Regions from separate parts of the Mus musculus genome. Here region 1 is linked to region 2. A link is a contact called in public Hi-C data. All regions are on one chromosome and are shown on one strand. The core of a region is the stretch at or near the end of the contact, and the rest is flanking DNA. Distances in the headings are between cores, read along the strand shown. Region 1 holds the start of 1700031P21Rik (RIKEN cDNA 1700031P21 gene). Region 2 holds the start of Brms1l (breast cancer metastasis-suppressor 1-like).

Region 1 (4,697 bases), core at 2,161-4,660, 3.2 Mb after region 2:
GAATCCAATGATCCAGAGACTCAGAATCAACACCCCTTTCTTCATTTGTCATCCCTTTCTCTGGTGGCCAACTCTGTGCTTTCCGCGCCAGCGTGCTCTACCCAAGGGTTAAATACGAACATACCAGAACAATGTTTATCAGTGTTGTCTAAAACCATTGGGTGGAAGATTTGTAAAAGCTTGATAATGGAGGTGTCAGGATACTGACTCCATGAGATTTCATTATTCACATGTCAACGTCACATGCTCCTGATGAGGTACAATATCAAGTGCATGCCCTACCATCATGATTGCATACGGCTTTTTTTTTTTAAAGTCAAACTCTCAGCCTCTGCAAAACTACACATTTTCAAGAAACGGGGAGAATAAACAAATTAAGCAACATAAAATCCATAACAACACAATGGACCACATCTAAGACATACCCACAACAAGGTATCTTATTTCTTCAGGAAATTAACAGCCTGAAGAGAAACGAATAATGATCGTTGGAAAATAGAAGTCAAAGCATACCGCCATTAAATAAGATGTGAGATTAAGTATAGCCCTTTATGTTATGACAATTTCTAAGATGGCATCTTTGAAATCAAGTAAATTTGAGAGCGAGCTGAGTATTAAGCGATATAGAAAGGACTTGCTGTAATGTAAGATATAGTAAAGGACTTACTAATGGTAGGGTAGTTAGGGACTTTTGTTTGTTCCCTACTTTCTGTTTCCAATGTGCTTATCCCTAGAACGTTTAAGTGGTGAAACCAACTAGTCTAGAGCTGTGCGGTACGGAGTCTGCCGGCTCACAGAAGTTGAGGCTTCACCGCCCGCAGTCCCGGCATGCCGCGCGGGGAGAGAGCCACGAACTCACCACCTTCCCTAGGCCTCCAGAGGAAGACTATTACCCGACATGCACCGGGCTCTAATTTGCATACCCCCCCCCGTGGTAAACCACACGGACCCACGCTGCCTGCGCAATTCCCTCAGCAGCAGGGGGATTTCAAGAGTCTAGCCACACAGTTCTGCTGAAAAATTTCTCCTTCGTTTTAGGGTGCACGGAGGAGTTCGAGGATCGTAAGCACTAAAATCACCCTAAGTTAAAGAATCTGATTTTCTGAGTCCTTATATAGTCCACGGTTAGGCCTTAAGATCGTGCTCGCTTCGGCAGCACATATACTAAAATTGGAACGATACAGAGAAGATTAGCATGGCCCCTGCGCAAGGATGACACGCAAATTCGTGAAGCGTTCCATATTTTGCAACCTCGATTTTTGTTATCTCTCTGTAGTGTTAAATAAAGTACATTGGGTGTAAACTGAGATTCTAGTTTACAATGCTGGCAACTTTGTATATATCTTTATAAGATGGAGTTTCGCGGTAACAGGTAGGTAATACTAAACCCCAAGCACCCCGGGAATAATGACATTTTTCTCTTAGAAGACTTTTTAGTTTATGAATTTCTTTATTAATCTTTTTTTTTTTTAATTTACATTGATGAATTGATGAGCCCTAATAGGGAAACAGCAGGAGCGTCGCTAGTTCATTCTCTTCCGGCTTGTAGACCCGAGTGTGTGTAACAGCTAAAAAACAGCCTGCCATTAGGATCTGTCTCACTAGGCGCCCCTCTGCATGTAGCCTGGAAGAAACACTGGCCAATGATGCATTCCCCAAATTTAATAACAGCAGATTTTAGTTGATGAAAACAAGCACTAGGGGCCAGATACAGTAGTAAAAAGCTAGGATAGGATTTAAGAATGACGCGCTGGGTTGACTTGGAGACGCTGTGAGGGAGAAGTCAAAAGTTATTGTTTGGAATTTGGTCCAATGACCTGTTCATAGTAAGCAGAGCCAAAATATGGAACGCTTCACGAATTTGCGTGTCATCCTTGCGCAGGGGCCATGCTAATCTTCTCTGTATCGTTCCAATTTTAGTATATGTGCTGCCGAAGCGAGCACGATCGTAGTGTCTAGCCGTGGACTATATAAGGACGAAGAATTCCTGACTTTTTAAGTTAGGGTGACTTTGACCCGCGTTTTTCTCCTAGCCTCCCAGTAAACCCGGGAACAAAGAAAAAGTTTTTTCAGTGAAACTGTGTAGCTATGCTCATGAACCCCTGCTGCTTAGTGGGGATCACGCTGGCGGCGTGGGTCCGTGTGGTTTACCTTGGGGTTATGCAAATTAGCTCCTGGTGCATGTTGGGTAAGAGCCTTCCTCTAGAGGCCTGGGGAGGGGAGTGAGTTCTCTAAGCAGTCCGCTATCCGGCACGCTGGGAGGCTCGCTGTTCTCCTACGTCTGTGTGGGAGCTTGAGAAATGTGTGGCAGCTAAGTGACCAGGGCCCTGACTCGATCACCTACTCCCCCCACACACTAAAACAGGACACTTGTTACCTATGTTCCACTAGTCCAATGCCTGTTGAAGTATGCCCAACCCGCCAGGTGACCCCTCCCCAGCATAGCCTACTCGGTCCCAGAACTATGGGCACCATACTCTAGGAACGCAGCAAAAGCTTGGGGAGGTCCTCTAGAGCCTGGGGTACAGTCTGTTCCCAGCAGGCGCTGCCCGGCCTGGACCCGCGAGTTTGACTGGGCGGCCACGCCCGTCCACTCTCTGCGGGTGGCCGGTCGCAGGTAACGCCTGCCTGTGCACATTTTGCGCAGGCGCCGATTAGGTCCAGGACCGAGGCTCGGGGACCAGGGGCCGCACCCCTTCACAGGTGTCTGGCAGGCGCTAGACGTTGCCTGGTAACCAAACATCCGGAACACAGATGCAAGGGCGGAAGCCCACCTACTTGGCCTGAGAGGGAAATTTAAGGATTTACACTGCTCACTTTGGAGTAGAATAATAGCAGAGTCACTCTTGTACTTCCGTTCCTTTTCCTGTATATTAAATGACATGTTAGCCCTGTTATGATACAAATGTGTAAAACATACCTACTTGGAGGAAATATTTGTTGTAATTTTAAATAACAGCGAAGTCTTAGCTGTTCAAGTCATAGCTTTGTGGGCTGTAAAATGAGGGACAAAGGTCAGAAACTGCTAGTTTGGTGTGGTTTCAGTATTTCTCAGAATGAAGTCTGGGCAAAGGTTTTCCTGTGTGCTTATAATTATCACCATTAGTCGGCTGTGGTGTGGCACCTGCCTGTAATCCCAGTACTTGGGTGGGAAACAGAGAAGAACTAGAAGTTCAAGGGCAGATTTCCCTACATAGTGAATACAAGCCCAGCCTAGGCTAGTCAGCTAAAATTCCTTCTCTTGAGCAGACAGACAAGGCCTATCCTTGTTCCAGCAGCAAACAGAAGAGTCCTCCAAAGGACACTCTGCGGAGGGAATGGTGAGTTGAGCTTCCTTCTATGACGTAAAGGAGGAGTTGCTCACAGAGCCAGGGTGTTCATCCCCCCAAGTTACGCCTAGAAAGCCTTTACCCAGTCGGGATGAAGACTTCTCCACCCAGCCACCCCACTCCCTTAGTCTTCCTAGGTTACAGACTCTACCCCTCCCCTCAGCGAGGCCACTTCTAGTTATGGATAAAATTGCGTACTACAGTAGGTAGGGTGGATACTCAGGTAAGGGTCGCCTGACCTCCCTGCCCCTTTATGAGCAGGTGTGGGTCAACAAGCCCAGCTGAGATGATCTTTTGCCAGTAGACATTACAGAATGTGGTAAGATAGATTTTGTTTGTTTCAGAAGATAGTCCTGTACAACACCTATACAAACTGTCTCAATTCATTAACAAACGAACTACCGAAGGACAAGGCAAGTTACTACTTAATTTAACTAGAGTTTCTTTTTTTTTTTTTTCCCTTCTCCTCGTCCTCCCATCTTTCCTCCAACTTGGCATGAGAAAATAATTTTAAAACTTGTTTAATTGGCACCGGTTTTCTGATATGCAGAAAAAGAAGGGTTATGAAGTCACGCAGAGCCGGGCGGTGGTGGCGCACACCTTTAATACCAGCATTCGGGAGGCAGAGGCAGGCGAATTTCTGAGTTCGAGGCCAGACTGGTCTACAGAGTGGGTTCCAAGACAACCAGGGCTATTCAAAGAAACCCTGTCTCAAAAAAAAAAAAAAAGAAAGTTGGTTGTTTTCTAACAACTTTTGAAAAGTAATAAAACACTGTTCTTCCCCCAGGAAAAACAGGAGTGAAAATGACAGGTCTATTGAATTAAAATTTCCAATTAGATGCTTTTTAAAAATGCTTTGGTGTAACTTTCTATTAGCCTGCCTTTTATGATAATTTTGTATTTATTTACTTTCCATCTAGATTGCAACTTCCCCTTTCTCCTCTCCTCTGAGACCCTCCCTCCCTCCCTCTCCTCACAGTCCCTCCCTCTCACCTCACCTCTCCCCCTCCCCCTCCCTTTGTTTCCATAAACTAACATTCAGATGTCTGAATGAATGCTTAATCAAGCCAACTTCAGGTTTAGGTCAGTAAACAAGCATTAATTTAATGATTTTTATCTCAACATCCCCATGAGGTTAAATGGGTTTTAGTACTTCTTTTAATATTTTTATTGCATTGTTTATTTATTTCCTTTGCATGTGTGTTGTGGTCAGAGGACAATTTGCCAGGAGTTAGATTTCTCCTTCCACCAAGTAGGTTCTAGGGATAAAACCCTCATTCATTGGGCTGGATAGCAAGCGCCTTTACCAATCTCACTGATTTTCAGTACTTCTGAGGACTCCAAAGTATGTGGGTAAGATTTAGTTTT
Region 2 (4,577 bases), core at 1,555-4,054:
TGAGTTCCAGGACAGCCAGGACTATACAGAGAGACCCTGTCTGGAAAAACCAAAAAAAAAAAAAAAAAAAAAAAAATCACAACAACATAGATATTAGAAGGGGAGACTCACAACACATGCAATTTGATGAGAACCTGGCTCCCATTAAAACCGAAGACCACAGGCTGGCAGAAAGCTCGGGGCTTCTGAGCACATACTGCTCCTGCAGAGGACGAAGGCTGGGTTCTCAGCACCCACACAGGTAGCTCACAACCACTGTAACGCCAGCTCCAGAACACGCAGTGCCCTCTTCTGCACTCCATGGGCACCTTCACCCAAATGCCCATTCCTACACGCGGACATATACATAGACACATCATTAAAAAGAAAATCTTAAAAAAAAATAAAAATAAAAACAAACAAAAAAGAAACCAAGAATGTTTGACTATAAAAATGCTCTGCTCCTGACAGCAAGACCCTGCCCTCTATACTCCACCAACAAAATAAAACCACCACAAAACACTTTTTAGAGCCCAGAACTGTATAGAGTATAAACGTGATTCTTTTTTTTTCTTTTTAATAAACGTGATTCTTAATCCCTACTTCATGTCAACTGGCTACCTTTGAAGTCTCACCCACATCCCCGGCTAGTCGGATGACCCCAGAGTTCTTTTCCTCATCCCAGGCATGTCCCAATGCTACATTTCTTCTGTCAGTTTGGACATTCTTACATAAATAGCACACATACTGAACAGCAATATGCTCAAATACTTTCCCTTCTCTCTTCATTTCCATATTCTGTTTCTCCGTCAGCGTTGACGCTCCCCACACCTCTCCCTGTGTCTAGGCTTCCTCTTACCTCACTCCTAAACTTGCACAGTTCGAGTCTGGTTTTTGCCTTCTCTGAAATCTCTCACAGCTGCAGCACTCTTTGCCTTTTCAGGCTTCTTGGTCTCCCAAGCAAACTGCTTTTCTCATTCTTCAATGAGCCCTGAACTCTGGCCTTTGCACTTCTTCTTACATTCTTTCTCCTATATGAACTTTCCACCCTAACTATCCCAACCTAAACTCCACAAAACAAGGCAGTGGCCCTTTCCTCTACTAAATGTGCTGAACACATATATCTGGAGTCTTTCCTCCGTTCCTAACTCTGTTACATTCAATTGTTTATTTGGCAACTTAATCAAGTGGTAACTTACAACAGGTTTGTTTTGTTTTAGATATTTTTATTAGTTCTTTGAAAATGTTATACAATGTATTTGAACATACTCACTTCCGCTCCCCAACTCCTCCAGATCCACCCCTAAGTCCCTGCCCTGATGCGTGGGTGCCTACCAGGGTCTTGCTAACAAATGTCCATAGCTCCTCTGCTTAGTGGTGGAACTTCATGCCCACCTCTACCCCTCCATACTGGGATTTTAGTCTGGATTGAGTCTGCCCAGGTCTTGTGCACACTGTCACAACTACCATGAATTCATGAGTTCAACTGTCCTGCTGAGTAAGCAAAACACTGTTCTTCAACGGAGATAACTATAAATTTATCCTCATGTTTATTTATGAGTATAATGAGTATGAGTATATAAATGAGTATATGAGTATAAATATTTATGAGTAAAAACTTCATAAATATTTACTTTTGGATGGCTGACTTATCGGCATTACATGCTTCCAAGTATACTTTTTTGACAGACAAACCTGAAAAAAAAAAAGGTGTGAGGTGATACCACAGTCATTAACCTGTTATCAATGCTTCCCATTACACAGCCAAAACCAGGGTTAGACAAAGCCATTCTCAGTCTGTCATATGGTTAGAGGAAGATCCGGGAAATCAGTTCCATTCATTTTATTAAAGTATTAAAAGACTTATAAGGGGTTAGAAACAGCCCAAAGTTACAAAATAACCAAAGCTTGAAGATTCTGGGAATGTCAACACTGCCCACATCTTCCAGATTAAAAACTGACAAAGATTCCAAATGATCCCTCAGGCTGGTCCCTTCTTCGTCTTGAAAACTTTTGGGACCTATTATGAACCTGAGAGTTCCCAAGTCAGTCCTCTGATGACAGTACTGGTGAGAGGCTGACCTGAAAGCTAAGGTTGATGAGTGGCAAGCCCGCCAAGGACCAAGGCAAATTTATCCTCAGCCCCCACAAAAACGCTGACAAAGGTTGCTGAGACTACTAGTAAAGAGGTCGGTGGTGTCAGCTAAGGGACATTTGCAGTCTTCCAGACCAGCCAGCCGGACATTCCACTCCGGAGCCGGTAGCCCCAGGGTACTGCCAGGTGACCCTAGGGCGGGTCCCACAGTGCACAGAATCGCCTCGGGTCCTCAAAGCCTGCGGGCGCCCAGCCCACCGGGAGCCAGAGCCAGAACTGGAGCCCGCGGCGACCCGCAGCTCCGGGTGCCAGACGCCGAGCCAGTCCCCGCCCCTTCCCCATCTCCCCGCCCCGCGCTCGCAGCAGGACGCACCGCCCGGCGTGAGCACCGCGGCCTGTCGCGCGCGCGGCGCAAGGGACCCGGCATCCCCGCCCAGCTGGGTAGCGCACCTGAACTGTCCCCATCCTCCGAGACCGACGAGCTCTCGGTGTCCTCGTCTTCGGAACTGCTCCCCTCGTTCTCCGCGTAGTCCACCTCCATCTCATCGTGATGATTCGTCTCCTTCTTATCCCCTCGAGAATGGACCGGCATTTTCCAACCTCGCCGTCGCTTCCCACTTCCTGCTCCCAGCCCGGCCACTGCCGCTTCGGTGAAGGGCGCGCCGAACGCCCCGACCCACCCGGCCACCGAGCTGGATCCGAAACCCTCGACTCCTCCCCACCCCCGGCCTCAGCCTCACAACCTAACCCGCAGGCTTGCGCTGCGAGCTCTGCCATTGGTCAAGGCTGTCCCGGAGCTAGAGGCGTGGCTTGTCTTGCAAGCGAACGATTGGTTACCGGTGATTACGGCGCGGCCTTCCGCTGTCTGTCGGGAATTGTAGTCCTTAGGCCTCAGAGCTTCAGGGGCTATGGGTTTCTAAGATTCAGCTGCCTTAATCGCTTCTCACTTCGGACTTCAAGTCCCACAAGGCAGGAAAGCTGACATACTGGGACGCAGTTTATAAACTAAACAGAAACAGATTGTGCGGATTTGGTCTGTACTTATCCTTTTCCCGCCAAGTGGTTATCTGATCTGCCTAGCTACTCAAACTGTGAGAAGAATGTGAAAAGATCCTTTGCCTGAAAGGGTCTTTGCATACTCTGTGAGCCTGGAGGGTTACAGAATCGTCTCTTCTACACTAGTAGTACCTTTAGTACAGCTAGTAAACTATTAAATTGAATTGTATGTGTAAGAAATAATTTTCACAAAGAAAATTTCATTGTTCTTGGAATTTTTACAACCAAAACTACAGAGGGGAAGGAAATTTTATCTTAGTATTTCAATCTTGCGTTCTTACTTTTTTTTTTTTTTTTTAATGGAAGAAGCTACCCAAATTAAATTGATTTAATTTCAGGTTCCAGTGAAAAATAAATATTTGACTTAAAAAGATGTCATTTTTTTTTTTTCAAAAACAGGATTACACAGACAAGGACGATGCCATAACTACCATAATAATCGTAACTTATAACCGATCACTTTCACTCTTTATCAGGTTATCTTGGTAAATTCACTGCATGGATTTGCTGAGTTCAATTTTTAGTTTAATAGCCCTAAGGTAGGAGTCGGTATTATGTCCATTTTATCAACAAAATATATGGTTAAAGTATTAAAGGGACACCAGGAAGTAGAATGAAACTTAGCTGTCCTGGAACTTGCTCAGTAGGCTGACCTTGAGTTTAGTGATCTGCACGGCTCTGTCTCCTGGGATTAAAGGTATGTTCCATCACACATAGACTTAAATTTAGCTGAGTGGGATCTGTTATCTCCTAAAACAAAAGATTTTGCTCTGTTCTACTTCCCGGTGTCCCTTTAAATATTTTTCCTTTCTCAGCTTGCTCATTTTCTTACAGGTTCAGAGGTTCTGTCCATTACCATCAAGGCGGGAGCATGCCAGCATCCGGAGGAGCTGAGGGTCCTACATCATCTTATTCAGACTGGCTCCCAGGGAGCTAGGATGAGGGTCTTAAAGCCCATGCCCACAACGACACACTTGCTCTAACACCTACTGCAGCAAGGCCACACCTCCTAATAGTGCCACTTCCTGGGCCAAGCATATACAAACATCACCATCACCACCATCTTCCACACTTCAGACGCTCTCATGTTCCACCAGACGATGGCTCATGTTCCACCAGACGATGGCTATGCTCCGTCCTTTTTTTCTTCTTTTCCTAGCAGTCTATATTCAGCCAATGTGGGTCACTTATAAGATTGCAAGTTCCTTGAGAACAAGGGTTGTTTTAATCAAGCATGAAAATAAAAGACAAAGCAAAGTTACTGTGGGGGCAGCTACTATGTTGCAACCAGGCAGTTGATAGGATCTGATAATTTTAGCCTAACAATATCAGGCCTTCCAAATCTGCAAGAGAAACTAAAACTGTGACTTCTGTACAGAATGTCAAGATACAAACACTGCCTCAGATGAAGTGGGGTTTTTTGTTGTTGTGAGCATGTTTGTTGAGA

The links. Hi-C and Micro-C count contacts between places; a contact is called where the count stands out from the background.
Region 1: a contact with region 2 is called in a Hi-C map of B cells, with 7 read pairs. The contact joins the promoter of 1700031P21Rik here to the promoter of Brms1l in region 2. A contact is called at or near these places in 1 of 39 promoter capture datasets (pre-B cells) and 2 of 484 Hi-C or Micro-C datasets (B cells and CD4 T cells).

Annotation. Positions count from the first base shown.
Region 1 is chr12:52,601,035-52,605,731 of GRCm38.p6, reverse strand. It overlaps 1700031P21Rik (RIKEN cDNA 1700031P21 gene), which reads left to right and starts at 3,410. Exons shown (of 3, transcript NR_045910.1): 1 at 3,410-3,552; 2 at 3,677-3,742. Gm35239 (a long non-coding RNA gene) reads right to left here and starts at 2,779. Exons shown (of 7, transcript XR_001780617.2): 1 at 668-2,779. Gm23296 (a small nuclear RNA gene) reads left to right here and starts at 1,141; the gene lies at 1,141-1,247. It overlaps LOC115488100 (a small nuclear RNA gene), which reads right to left and starts at 1,944; the gene lies at 1,838-1,944.
Region 2 is chr12:55,834,593-55,839,169 of GRCm38.p6, reverse strand. It overlaps Brms1l (breast cancer metastasis-suppressor 1-like), which reads right to left and starts at 2,804. Exons shown (of 10, transcript NM_001037756.3): 1 at 2,525-2,804. The coding sequence starts at 2,666.